Linked DNA regions of Macaca mulatta: region 1 is linked to region 2. Evidence: chromatin contacts called from public Hi-C data. All regions are on one chromosome and are shown on one strand. The core of a region is the stretch at or near the end of the contact, and the rest is flanking DNA. Distances in the headings are between cores, read along the strand shown. Region 1 has its middle 12 kb from the start of DENND2A. Region 2 holds the start of KDM7A (lysine demethylase 7A).

What was found. Hi-C and Micro-C count contacts between places; a contact is called where the count stands out from the background.
Region 1: a Hi-C map of fetal cortical plate shows a contact between it and region 2, with 4 times the contacts expected there. The contact joins the enhancer-like site here to the promoter of KDM7A in region 2. A contact is called at or near these places in 2 of 14 Hi-C or Micro-C datasets (fetal cortex germinal zone and fetal cortical plate).

Annotation. Positions count from the first base shown.
Region 1 is chr3:180,488,600-180,492,851 of T2T-MMU8v2.0, forward strand. No RefSeq gene overlaps it. Among named protein-coding and RNA genes, the nearest start is that of DENND2A, 12 kb to the left of the region's middle. Within about 2 kb of position 2,297, at least 11 of the 40 cell types and tissues checked have an H3K27ac peak or open chromatin away from gene starts, as enhancers often do. A contact at or near this core is called in fetal cortex germinal zone and fetal cortical plate, where this site is marked.
Region 2 is chr3:180,017,596-180,022,114 of T2T-MMU8v2.0, forward strand. KDM7A (lysine demethylase 7A) reads right to left here and starts at 1,316. Exons shown (of 20, transcript XM_015135046.3): 1 at 1,077-1,316. The coding sequence starts at 1,270.

The DNA of each region.
Region 1 (4,252 bases), core at 1,047-3,546, 470 kb after region 2:
AGGGGACATGCCTGGGCCACACAGGGTTAGCACATGCACTGAACGTGGGTAGCAGTAGCGCCAGTTCCATGGCACCGGGAGAAAGGTGTCTGGAGCAAGCCACCTAGAAAACCAGAAGGCAGGAACTAGAGGAGGAAAGATTCTCATGATAAGGAGTAATGGAGACAATTCAACTGAAGAGTGAGAAAGAGAAAGTGAGAAGGCTGTGGTCTCACCAGGAAGGGATGGGTCGTTGCCACAGGGCACACGCACACAACGGCCTCCTCCTTTCCCTGCTTCTTTCAGTATTATTTCTGGTTTTTTCTCCTCTGCCAGCTTGGGGAGTAGATATGGGTGGCCCAGGGCCAAAATCCACATGCCAGGGCCCGACTCTCTTAGGAAGGAATTGCAGGCCAGAGACACCAAGCAGGACCTGGGGGGAGAGCCAGCGCTCCTCATCCTTTTTGTTTTTTTGAAACAGGGTTTGCCTCTTATTGCCCAGGCTGGAGAGCAATGGTGCGATCTCAGCTCACTACAACCTCCACCTCCCCGGTTCAAGCAATTCCCTTGCCTCAGCCTCCTGAGTAGCTGGGACTACAGGTGCCCGCCACCACGCCTGGGTAATTTTGTATAGTTTTAGTAGAGATGGGATTTCACCACGTTGACCAGGCTGGTCTCGAACTCCTGACCTTAGGTGATCCACTCGTCTCAGCCTCCCAAAGTGCTGGGATTACAGGCATGAGCCACCACACCTGGCCTTTCTCACACTTTTTATCTGCCTGATAATCCCATTGGGTTTACAAGAAAAAAAGAAGAAGAAAAAGGGACAGATTCTGGCCTTCCCTGAGTGATCCTGATGCAACGGGTCTGGGATGCAGCCCAGGAATGTGCAGTTTTACAAGCACTCCAGGTGTGTGTTTGCTTGTAGAGACACAGAGTCTCCTATGTTGTCTCACTCTGTTGCCCAGGCTCATCTTGAACTCCTAGTTTTGAGAGATCTTCCTGCTCTGTCTGGCCTCCCAACGTTCTAGGATTACAGGTGTGTGAGCCACTGTGCCCAGCCGCCCAGGTGTTTTTGGTGGAGGTGGCTCAAGTCCCCACCAAAGACACACTGGTTTAGAGCCTGCTCAGGGGGGAACAAAGAAGTTGAAGCTGCAGCAGGTAAGTGCAGGGCGTTCCTTTCTTTTGTATTCAGTTCTAAAGAAAGTGTGGGTGTGCGGTGGGAAGAGGGGTAAGGAGGTCAGGGGGTACTGAGAGGGTCTCTGCAGAGAACTGTCCACAAGGACCTAAGACCAGTGATTCCCAAGCAGGGACAACTTTGCTTCTTTGCTTCTCCAGGGGACATTTGGTAATTTTTTTCTTTAGAGACAAGGTCTTACTCTGTCCCCCAGGCAGGAGTGCAGTGGCACAATCATAGCTCACTGCAACCCCGAACACCTCGGCTCAAGCCATCCCCCCACCTAGCCTCCTGAGTAGCTAGGACTACGGGTGTGCCCCATTGCCATGACCAGGTTTTTTTTTTTTTTTTTGTAGAGACAGAGTCTTGCTATATTGCCCCAGCTGGTCTGAAACTCCTGTGCTCAATCAGTCCTCCCACTTTGGTCTCCCAATGTGCTGAGAATACAGGTGTGGGCCACCATGCCTGGCTGACATTTGGCAATGTTTGAAGACATTTTATTGTCATAATTGGGAAAGGGAAGTGCTATGGTCTGAACGTCCGCCTCCAAAATTCAGATGTTGAAATCCTAACCCCCAAGGTGATGGGAGGTGAGCGGAGCCCTCATGAATGGGTTTAGTGCCCTCATCATAGAGGCTCAGAGAACGCTCTCATCCTCTCCCAGTCTTTCCACCACGGACACAGTGAGAAGGCAGCAGTCTGCAGCCCAGAAGCAGACCCTTCCCAGAACCCAACCATGCTGCACCTGGATCCTGGACTTCTCAGCCTCCAGGACTGTAAGAAATATATATTTGCTGTTTCTAAGCCACACAGTTCATGGTATTTTGTTATATAGCAGCTCAAATGGACTAAGACACGGAGTGTTTCTGGTATCAAGTGGGTAGAGGCCAGACATGCTGCTAAACATCCTCCAAAGCACAGGACAGCCTCCCTCTCCACACACAACGAAAAATGGTCCTGTCCGGAATGCCTAAAATGCAGAGGCCGGGAAGCCCAGAGCCAGCCCCATCCCCCACCTCCACCCTCTTCCCCTTGAACGAGTACTTGCCCTGCATCACATCTGCTGGGTAGCAATGTTACGTGCGAGCTGCTAAACCCGGTCATGTGGTTCACGTGGAAAGAGAAGCACAGCCAGATGGGCCTTTGCCGAGTTCCCCTTCCCTTGCCTCCCGCCTGGGTCTGGGAACCTCCAGGAAGCGTGTGTTACTCTTCCCGAGCGAATGGTGCCACCTAGTGGGAATAGAGTTAACAACACCAGCAGAAGCATTTCATACACCTGGAAACCTAAAAATTAGCTGGCTTTCCACTGTTGAGAAGATTCAATGGGAATCAACGAAAGCCACCCAAATGAGGAAGGCAGAGGCTATTTATTTAGTGCTTTCCAAGGCCAGACAGTCAGCCACCATCGCTTGCATTTGGCAGGGAGTCAAATATAACTGGAGACTCAAATGCTAGTGGGAAAGGCTTCTATAGGAAAAAAGGAAAGATTTCAGGTGGGCTCTAACTGGAAGATGTTGGCAGGGGGGAGGTGCAGGCAGCAGCATCTTATGTGACGGGTATGGAGAGGATGTTTGGCTTTCTTGGAGTGGTCCTGAGTTGGAAGTGTCGGTGAAAATTAGGGCAGAAGGCAGTCATTGAGCAAGTCCTGACGTTCTGGGCCTTTGCCATAGAAGGTTGGCTTGGCTTCCTGCCCCGGTTGCTGCAGAGGTTGCGGGTCACGGCCTCTGAATATGCAAAGGGTCAATGACCATATATGACACTAGACATCCAAATGCATAGTTATATCTGGTCATTGTCCCTTTGCATATTCAGTCTCTTAATTCATTAAACATTCTAAATATATCCATCTCTCCTGTTACTAATCCTGAAACGGATTGCATAAAGTTACCCACGTGAACAGCAGGTTGACTCCAAGCCAGCATCTATGATTTTCAATGGTTGCCCTGATAAACTTTGATTTAGGGTTCGTATGTGATAGAACTGTTTTTTTTTTTACTGCCCATAGTGCCTTCATATGCATGACATAATTCTCCTAACTGACATGGGCCTCAGTAATAATCTCAACTTCACCTGTGTGGGAGCTGACTCTAGCTCTTTACAATGCTACACTTTTACCACTACCACCACCACCACCTGTCATTTAGTAGTGGTGATGGTGGTGGATGGTAACAGTGGTGGTAATGATGGTGGTGATGGTTATGGTGGGCCTATTGCTGCAGAGATTGTAGGTCGCCACCATCACTGTCACCATTACCACCACCATTATGTCATTATGATCACCACCACTTTTGGCACCACCACCACCAGTCACCACCAACACCATCACCAGCACCATTGTCACCACCACTACCAATATCAATGCCACCACCATTGCCACTGTCACCACCATCACTGTCACCATCATCACTATCACCACCACCACTGTCACCACCGCTACCACTGTTATCACCATCACCACCACCAGCATCAACAATACCACCATCATTACCAAATCAATGCCATCACCATTACCGTCACCACTGTCATCACTGTCACCACCATCACTGTCACCACTATCACCATCACCACCACTGTCACCACCGCTACCACTATTATCACCATCACCACCACCAACATCAACAATACCACCATCATTACCAATATCAATGCCATCACCATTACTGTCACCACTGTCATCACTGTCACCACCATCACTGTCACCACCATCACCATCACCACCACTGTCACCACCACTACCACTTTTATCACCATCACCACCACCAACATCAACAATACCACCATCATTACCAATATCAATGCCATCACCATTACCGTCACCACTGTCATCACTGTCACCACCATCACTGTCACCACCATCACCATCACCACCACTGTCACCACCACTACCACTATTATCACCATCAACACCACCACCATCAACAATACCACTACCATTACCAATATCAATGCCATCACCATTACCGTCACCACTGTCATCACTGTCACCACCATCACTGTCACCATCACTGTCACCATCATCACCATCACCACCACCACTGTCACCACCACTACCACTATTATCACCATCACCACCACCATCAACAATATCAATGCCAT
Region 2 (4,519 bases), core at 66-2,565:
GAGTCGGCGGCCTGGCTGCGGAGGCGGCCCGAGCTCTCAAACGTCAAACCCGGAGCGCGGCGGCGGCGGCGGCTGAATCAGAGGGCAGCGTCCGCCGCTGTCGCTGCCGCCGCCAGCCGGCCCGGCAGCGTCCGCCCGGCCGACTCAAGTTCGCCGGCACCGGCGCCCACGGCACAGCCGCAGGCGGTCCCGGTGTCGCCGGCTTCGAGCGACAACTGCACTCTTTGTAAAGTTTAAGCCGCGGCGCGAGGGCGACGCAGGGGGTCCGGAGAAGCGTTCCCTTCGGGCCCCCGCCGCCCACTCCATCTGCCCCAGTCCCGGCGACCCAGGTGTGTGCGGGGGCCCAGGGCCACGACCCGGGTCAACCTGCCGCCCGCCGGGGGCCCGGCCCCAACTTCCCCGGTACCTTTCAAGTCCCCGAAAGCGAGTACCTCATCTGTTGCTCTGTTTACTCCGCGGAGCCCCGCCGAGCTGGCTGGCGCGGTCGCCTCTCGGGCCCGCCGCTGCCCCCGTCCCACCGGCCCAGGAAGTTTGATAAAGACGGGAAAGGGGGCGCGACAGGGACCCGCGGCGCGGAGGAGACGCGGGGCCGGGGCGAGCCCATCGCCGCCCGGAAGGAAGGCAGGCGCGTCGGCCAGCCGGGCAGAGCGGCGGGGCGGCCGGCGACTCCGGGCCGGAGCCCCGGGCGCGGTGGGGCGGGGCGGCGGCGGCCCGGGCTGGCGAGGGGCTGCGGGCCGGGCCGGCGCTCAGCCCGACGCCCCCGCCGCGCCCGCCCGGCCGCGTCCCCTCGCCCCAGGCTCCCCCTGCCAACTTCTCCGCCGGCCCTCTTTGTTCGTGTTTGTTGTGGCGACTCTTCGCCCGGGCCGGGCGAGCCCCCCGGCTCCCCTCTGGAGCCCGCCCGGCGAGCCCGGGGCCCCGCGCGCCCCGTTGCCCGGCCGGGGGGCTAGGCGCTGGGACCCCTGAAAGCTGGGCGCGGCGCGGCGGCCCGGCCCGAGGGAGTAGCGGGCGGCTGGCGGCGACGGCGGTTGGTCGGTGGCCGGCGGTGGCGGCTGCGGGGCTGGAGGGGGTTTATTTACCTGCCGTGGAACCAGTCCTTGCAGATATCGCACTCGATCATGAAGCGGTTCACGTCGTACGGCTGCCGGCACACACAGTACACGGGCGGGGGCGGCGGAGGCGCCGAGGCCCGGCCCAGAGCCGCCACCGACACGGCTGCCGCGGCGGCTCCAGCTGCTGCTCCCGCGGCCACCGCCGCCGCCGCTCCGGCCATCTTTAAAAAACACACACACGCTCGCTCGCTGCTCCGCTCGCCGACTGGAGCGAGCGCAGCCGCCAGCCAGCGCCGCCTCCTGCAGCAGCCGCGGCGGCGGCGGCGGCGGCGGCGGCGCTTTAGTGCGCGCGCGCGAGGCCGCGGCGGCTGGCGGAGGGGGAGGAGGGGGCGCGCGCGACGCGCGAGGCCCAGGCCCGGCTGCTTCCGGCGCTCGGCGCGGGGCCGTGCGTCTCGCGCACGTCTCTGGCGCCGGCGCGCGCTCCCCGCTCCTCTCCGCGACGGCCGGGCGGAGGGAGCCGTTGAAGGGCACGCAGGCGGCTGCGGAGGCGGAGGGAGCCGAGGCCCCGTGAGGACACGCGCGGTGGTGGCGGTGGCGGGCGCGCGGCCGCAGCCGGAGGAGGACGGCGGGAGCGTGCGAGGAGCCGGCTCGGTTATTTCGGAGCGAGAGCAGAGGCCGGGGGAAGTTCCTGCGGAGTGCACAAGGGCAGACGAGGCGCCGCGTCCCGAAGAGGGGAAGCGAGCAAGTTTCCTCCTGCCCGGGTCGCCTCGCGACGCTAGGAGAATCGCTCAGCCCTCCGCAGCCGCCCAGCGAGAACCGGAGCTGCGGCCCGGCACCGGCGTGGGTCCCGCCGAGCTGACACGCCGAGCCGGTTGTGCCTTTCCGAGGGGAGGAACGTGCCGTGGAATCCACTCAAACTTTGGAAAACGTCCCACCCGGATTTCCACCGAGCAGCAAGGAAACCAGAGCGTTGATGGAGCCACTGTTAGTTGCGGGAGGGCTGTCCCCAAGAGGAATTCATCACTGTCGTCCGTTGGGAGGGACCAACCTTGAAATGGGGTTGGTGGAGAGAGGGATGGAGAAGAACCGGCGTGCTTATAAATAACAAGACTTAGCTATGAACCCTTCCGATTCCCAAGTGGGGAAGATAGGGGTAAAATTCTAAGCGACTTCTCGCTCGGAAGAGGGATACCACAAAAAGCGGAGCGCAGGGTACTTCGCACATAATGGGCCATCAGTAATTTTTGAATGGATGAAATTGAGAGCCAAATGTAAGGTGATAAACTGAAGAATAAAAACAGCTGACAAATACTGAATAGAAAAGATTGCGTTGGAATCACAGCTATGTGGATTGGAAGTGATGTTAAGGATTAATGAATTGAGTATTTGCAGCTGAATTTCTGCTGGCATTTCTGTCAGTGGGGAAAGCTCTCACAGCTCCCTAGGTAATTTTTGTTAGGGGAGGAAGAAGTGTTGGTCTGTCACCCACCCCCAGGCAAAGAGTCGCTGATCTAATTATCCTTTTCTTTTTTGTTTTTCTTTTTCTTTCTTTCTTTCTTTCTTTCTTTTTTTGAGACAGAGTTTTGCTCTTGTTGCCCAGGCTGGAGTGCAGTGCTGCGATCTCAGCTCACTGCAACTTCCACCTCCCGGGTTCAAGGGATCCTCCTGCCTCAGCGTCCCAAGTAGCTGGGATTACAGGCACGCGCCACCGCGCCAAGGTCATTTTTGTATTTTTAATAGAGACAGGGTTTCACCATGTTGGCCAGGCTGTTCTTGAACTCCTGACCTCAAGTGATCTGCCCGTCTCGGCCTCCCAAAGTGTTGGGACTACAGTCGTGAGCCACCGCGTCCTGCCTAATCTCCTTTTTATAGCTGAGGAAAGCTAGTAACTTGCCTGAAGTCTCATATATTAGAGCTGTAACCGAAGTTTTTAAATTTCTCAGTTCTGCAACCATTCGTTTTTCTATCACATCACTGTTTGGCACATACATAGCAGGAAAAGGAAAGGCTGGAAATCATAGTTGACCACACACTGAGTAAGCTTGAAACATATTTCTACTGGAGAAAAAAGAAGTTACTGTAATGTTGGCATAGGCATCACATATTGCTGGAGTGGAAAGACCCATGCACTCAGGTCCTGCTTTCTAGAAGCTGTGTGACCTCGGGCCAGTCACTTCATTTCTCCTGAACTAGATCCCTGATGATCTGTTGAAATAAAAATTATGGATAGTAATGCCTTAATTACCTCACAGAGGTTTTATAAAGAGCAAAAAGACGATGTGTTTTTAAATGTACTTTGTAGAAGGTGTGTGTTGTTGAGACAATACAGCAGTGAAGAGAAGGCAGGCAAAGCTATCTTATTGGAGTCTGGCTAAAGAGCACCAAAGCAGCCTGGTGTGGGATGTCCTCTGGGGGCCACCTGGCCTTGCTATGTTAACATGGAGGGACTAGGCAGGGGCGTGAAGAAGGCAGCCAAGCAGAGGAGGAGGCAGCAGCAACAATGAGAGATTTGGATCTGTGTCCCCACCCAAATCTCATGTTGAATTGTAATCCCCAATGTTGGATGGAGGTGGGGACTGGTGGGAGGTGACTGGATCATGGGGGTGGATTTCTCATGAAATGTTTAATACCATCCACTTGGTATTGTCCCTCTGGTAATGAGTGACTTCTCAAGAAATCTGGTCATTGAAAAATATGTGGTACCTCCTCCCTCTCTTGCTCCTGCCCCGGCCATGTGATGCAGTTTGTCTTCAGCCATGATTATAAGTTTCCTGAGGCCTCCCCAGAAGCCAAGCAGATGCCAGCATTATGCTTCCTGTACAGCCTGCCCTCCACGAGCCAATTAAGCTCATTTCCTTTACAAATTACACAGTCTCATATTTCTTTTTCTGTCTTTTTTTTTGAGACAGAGTCTGGCTCTGTCGTTCAGGCTGGAGTGCAGTGGTGCGATCTCAGCTCACTGCAACCTCTACCTCCCAGGTTCAAGCAATTCTTGTGCCTCAGCCTCCTGAGTAGCTGGGATTACAGGCACCTACTACCATGCCCGTCTAATTTTTGTAATTGTGGTACAGAGGGGTTTCACCATGTTGCTCAGGCTGGTCTTGAACTCCTGACCTCAGGTGATCCTGCCTCAGCCTCCCAAAGTGCTGGGATTACAGTCGTGTGCCACCGCACTCGGCCTCAGATATTTCTTTTTTTCTTTTCTTTTTTTTTTTTTTTTTGAGACACAGTCTCACTGTTGCCCAGGCTGGGGTATAGTGGTGCGATCTTGGCTCACTGCAACCTCTGCCTTCCGGGTTCAAGGAATTATTTTGCCTCAGCCTCCCAAGTATCTGGGATTACAGAGGTGCACCACCACACCTGGCAAATTTTTGCATTTTTAGCAGGGACAGGGTTTCACCATGTTGGCCAGGCTGGTCTCAATCTCCTGACCTCAGGTGATCCACCCGCCTCAGCCTCCCAAAGTGTTG